2 separate regions of the Danio rerio genome follow, and region 2 is linked to region 1. A link is a contact called in public HiChIP or PLAC-seq data. All regions are on one chromosome and are shown on one strand. Each heading gives the region's core, a stretch centred on a gene start, on an enhancer-like site or on the middle of the called end of the contact. The rest is flanking DNA. Distances are from core to core; before and after follow the strand shown.

Region 1 (2,700 bases), core at 99-2,598:
AGGAAACTGCACTGAATATTGATGCAGTAGCATTTTAGTAAACAAATTAACAACAACAAAGACTTAACTAATTGAGGTTCCTATTTAGGCGAATGTATTACATAATATTTTGTTGTTGGAGCAAATACATTCTAAATGCTGAACAAACTTCTGCAGTAGTACTACGATGTCAAGTTCTTTAATTGTGTTAGTTGCCAAATAGTGATGGAGAAAAATGTATGACAGATAGACAAGTCCCCTACAATATGACAATATAACAAATTGAAACTGTATTATATCATCTACAGTTACTTTTGCATGTAACTGTTTAACAAATGTTTTAGATTATTCTGCACAATATCTGACACATTTGTCTGTATATAATTGGAGATGTTTAATTAAAAAAGTAATGAACAACAGCTCCAAACCATGGCAATATTAACCAAATTAATTGAGGTAAGAAGGTTTGATATTTCGCACATTCGTTCCTTTAATGGCCCATATAATGTTTACCACGCTAAGTTGTATATTGAGTCTGAAATAGCATGCAAGGATGATTTCAAATCAATATTAGCACTATGTAATTGACTGTGAACAATGCTGTACTTTAATAGTCATTTGCTGCTAATATGATTTCACTATTTAAAATTTGCAAAGAATACTTCTCTGAAATTATATTATTGAGCAGAAAGTCTGAATGTGCAAATATAAAACCAACTTCACCTCTATTACCAAATTAGCCAAGCAGGGAGATGTATAGAGCCACAGTTTGACTTGGTAGGTCTAAACATGTGGGTCATGTGACAATGTTGTCCATAAGTTAAGAATACATCCTAAAGGTCAAAGGTACAGTCAAGCCAACTCACGGTGTGCTCATGTTACAATGACAGCACATAGAAACAATCATCCTCTATTACCTTTAATCTTCACAGTGGGGGAATTTGGGCCGGCAGACTGTTTCCTCCATCCTCTCCAGTTCTGGCAGAGACTTTCTGCCTCTGATATGAATGAGCACAGGGAGTCCTCCTCAAAACGGTCTGAATCTTCAAAGGAGAACCTCTCTCCATCTTCCCACTCAGCGAACATCAGTTCCATCACATCTGCTGTGTGGAGACCTGGACGCCTCAACTGAACGTGCCTGTGCGCTCCTGTTGTTTTGAGAGAGTGACACTCGCCCAGGGGGAGGGGAAACTCACACTCAACCCAAACACAGCGTGAGGGGCCCTAGGAAGTCCCTCAAGAAGACTGTGTCTGTCTTAGAAATAGATATTTACGGTTTTAAATTGAGCATTTGTGAATCTCAAGTGTGGAGTTAATCCATATTTTTTCACCCAAATTGCTGAAAACACTTTAGTTCTTAAAAAAACTGACACAACCCATAACTAAAACTCAAATAAACCTCTAGACGTATAACTTTTCCCCCTAAATAAGTGTTCTTGCATTGTCAAGTAGGAACTTATAAGTCGAAAACACCCTAAAAGGTGTGTCGTTGGACCTCTCACGATTTAAATAAATTTGACCCCCTCTACAGTGGTCTGATTGCAAACAAGTTTTCGAACTGCATAGCAAGTTGTGTTATTTGACAGCATTAACTGTAGTGACTTCCTTGTCAGTAAAGTTCAGGGCTTATTAGCAAGCAGGAGTTCTTTTCACTCGAATGTTCATTTAAACCCCCTCTCCTCTGTTTGTCCTATCAGCTGAGCCTCGAGTCCCTCAGCAGCTCCACGGCTAACAAAACAAAAGAGCGGTGAAGAAAACAAAAACAGGTCCCCAAGTACAGCTAATGACCCACCGCGGGTTTATTTCACTTAAATAAGGCCATTTCACAACGGCAAACCCGTGTTAACCCCAAACAACCCTTGGTACGGTTGTTTTTATTTCGATCGAGGTAGCTCTGCTAACTCCGAGAAGCTAGTCGGGTTAGCCTGCTAGCTTTTCTAGCTAGCCCGAAATAGCAAACAATTCAAAAACTGTCAAAATAAGCGCTGACACGGCATGTGCTTATGCCCCTACACATAACCAGACGGAATAACGCTGTTTTGACGTTTTGGCACAAAAGCCTTGGTCCCTAATCCGAGTCTTGTCGATCCACTGGGTTACCCAAAACAAACGACCGGCCAGTGCTCTTATCTCAGCATTGTGCCTCAAAGTGGGTTTACAGTCAAATCAGACGACTAAAATGCAGAGTTGACCCCCCGACCAGGACATACGTCCATCCGTGGAAAACATATTTAATGTTAATTGTCTTTATGCCACCTCTAGCTGCCTCGTATCTGTCTTCTCCTTTGTGTGTTAAAGCTTGTCATCCGCTTGTCTTCATGTGCCACCGGCCAGCTCTCTTCCAGTCCCCCGTTTGCAAGCAGCCAGCGCTCTCTGGATCCAAAATGTCTTTTAAAGCTGACAATTTGGAGTCGAGATCCCCCTGTACTCTCTGTCCTGCCCCCCTCCTCTCCTCTCTCTCCGCTCCGCTCGGCTCGGGAAGATGAAGATGGCTCTTCTGCATCAGCTGATCCGCACTTCCGCTCGACGTTAAAGCCAGACAAACAAGCTTCCAAAAATCACCGCATGATATAAACGTATGACAGTTATTTGTTTATGAGTGTGGCCTGTTGCTAATAAATCATAAATCACCTGTTATGCATTTCATCTCTTTGATTTAACACAATTCTTGAGTTTTAAATGATAAATACTGTGCAACAGATTGTCATGGGTGTTTTTGGA
Region 2 (2,700 bases), core at 105-2,604, 270 kb before region 1:
AAGCCACGGCTTGTTGGCAGACACTCGGGACGACAGAAACCCAGGTGCCATTTCCCTACCATGTGGGTGCTGTAGCCAGCCTCCTGGAGCCTCTCAGGGAGCGTCGGCGTGTCAGGGGGCAGGCACAGGGGCTGACGTGCACGAATGATGGAGTGTTGAAGACCAGTATGGATCTGATACCTGAAGCAGAAGATAAGCGGTGATGTGATAGACAGAACACATATCAAGAGTTTCTCAAATCTGCCATGCAGTCTAGCTCATACCCTGATCAAACTCAGCGACCTGTCATTTTCTATGACCTCCAAAGACTTTGATTAGTTTGCTCAGCTAATACATTCATTTCCATGCAACTTTTTATGTATTAAGTGCAAATGGAGTTCAACTTTAGGCTTAAGGTGTTTTTGATTAGGGCAGGAGCTAAGCTCTGCAGCGTAGTGGGGCACTCCATGACCAGAATGAACCCTTGTCTATACCAAAAAGATAGGTCACTCTTTATTTTCATGGTCTGTATGTTGCATTTAAGTTACATTGCAACTAATTCTCATTAGATTTTAAGTAGACTGTTAGGTTGAGGTTGGGGTTAGTGTAAGTTGATATGTACTTAAAAAGTTTCTTATAGTCAGTTCAACAGATATTAAGCAGACGGTCTACTAATACTCAAATGGACCATCAAAATAAAGTGTTACCTTTAATCACAACATAACAACAATCCTGCTAATATTGAACGTGATAAAATATAAACGCAATAGTATAATCTAAATAAGATTATGTCTAATAGTATGTCTCTCATTAAAATACAAATGGTTTAACGTTTTGTTTAACCAAGTCGTGCTATTATAACAAAAAAGTGGGTCTCTTACCGTCCAGTCATAAGCTGGCTGCGTGAGGGTGAACAGATGGGCTGAACATAGTAGTTTTCCAGCTTCACCCCTTCGCCAGCCAGCTGGTCCAACACGGGTGTTTGGATCTCTGAGCCATGGTACCCTATGTCATTGTATCCTTGGTCATCCACCATCACGAAAACAATATGTGGGGGAACTCTACCCCGTTTGACGACCTTTCCTTCTATAGTGTGTATTAGTCCTAGAAGCAAGCAGAATCCGAGTCCCAACACATCCATAATGTGAACGTCAATCCACCACCTCACTGGTCTATTAAATAACGACTTTTAATGTTGTAAATGTTGACTTCCAAATGAATCAAGCCAAGTTAATAGAAAAGGCTTGCTGTTGTGATCCATCATAGTGCATAAAGTTAGTTCTTCCACCCCAGTAAAAATGCTATTTTTTTAAGCCAGTGCTGATAAATGAAATCTTGCCTGTAGTTTGTTCTTCTCGGTTTGTGAGGCTAGGATGGTATACTGTACGTCTGAGTAACATTATGAACTGTCCAAAAGTAAACACTGCTGTCTTCTAACAGGACAATGTTACATTCCTCTAGCTCTCACTCACAGGATCAGGATTACAGACTATACAAGTGTAAAAAGCAAAACAAAGATTATTTCAAATTGAGACTTTCACAGATTATTCTGTGACATGGTTTCTGCAGGTTGCACAGAGTTAAATTTAACACTTTAAGACATTTTGAGAGCAATATGAATGGAATTTTAGACCCATAAAGGGCTAAAGACTAAGAAATTTTTCAAATGACCCAGATGAAAAAGATTTTTTTTTGCCATATCAACATTTCTTTTAAATAATTTAATACATTTAAAAATACAATAATACATTATTATTTAAAAATTAAAATATTTTACATTACATTTTTAGCATCTTTGGCCAGATTGAGCAGCAATACATGAACAAAGAAAAATACGACCTGTTCAAAAAAAAAAGATTTAAGACCTACAGCACAATATTTCAGTAAATGTAAGACTTTTTAAGGCCTAAAAATTGGATTTTAAGATTTAAGACATTAAGACCCTACAGAAACCCTGTGTTAACTTAACATTACAGTTAAATCTAGTTTTACTGCATGACGTGCATTCAGAGCTTATTGTGAAGTGGAATCTTGGAAATTTTGGAATCATGAAGAATTCAGGGAATACACTGTTGACACCACCTGGACGGTAAGTGTATTACACCACAAGTAAAGCTGTGCTGGTGAGACAAAAACCAACATATTGTTTCATTGATCCTCTAATTATCCCAGAACCACAGAAAGGCCTTCACCTGATAATGAGTTCCTAGAACAGAGGCTGACTTCCGTGTATACATGCTGAGTGATGTTAAATGTGAACATGAGTACTGAAAAGCACTGATCTGTTGTACTGACACCGATGTGAATGTAGTCTATGAAGCACTGATTAGCTGCATATCAATTAAAGGGATAGTTCACTTGCGCTCATGTTGGCCCAAACCTGTATGAAAAAACAATGTCATAATTTATGTACCATAATTAAGCTTTTTAAGACCATTTTCACTTTGAAAGATACAGAAACATTTGTTTTCGACACTGTAACAGGGTGATTTACTAAAAAGAGTCAACTTAGCTTCAAATGCTACTGTAAAGTTGATCATTTTTTATTCTTATTTTTTTTTTGTTTATTTACTACATATTTTTAAAGGGTTGGTTTAACCAAAGATGAAAAATGTGTTTTTATTTGAGCGGAATGGTGGCTAAGTGGATACCATAATTGCCTCAGCAAGATGGTTCCAGCAAGAGTCTCAGCTGGTCGTTTGGAGTTTGCATGTTTCCCAG

Evidence for each region. HiChIP or PLAC-seq counts read pairs in DNA pulled down with a chosen protein or histone mark.
Region 2: an H3K4me3 HiChIP or PLAC-seq map of gastrula embryo shows a contact between it and region 1, with 3 times the contacts expected there. The contact joins the promoter of si:dkey-174i8.1 here to the promoter of zswim8 in region 1. A contact is called at or near these places in 2 of 4 datasets of contacts at active chromatin or transcription factors (embryo and gastrula embryo).

The regions. Positions count from the first base shown.
Region 1 is chr13:24,979,990-24,982,689 of GRCz12tu, reverse strand. zswim8 (zinc finger, SWIM-type containing 8) reads right to left here and starts at 1,348. Exons shown (of 26, transcript NM_001145707.1): 1 at 897-1,348. The coding sequence starts at 1,074.
Region 2 is chr13:25,249,809-25,252,508 of GRCz12tu, reverse strand. si:dkey-174i8.1 reads right to left here and starts at 1,354. Exons shown (of 3, transcript XM_021480786.3): 1 at 861-1,354; 2 at 1-180. The coding sequence starts at 1,120.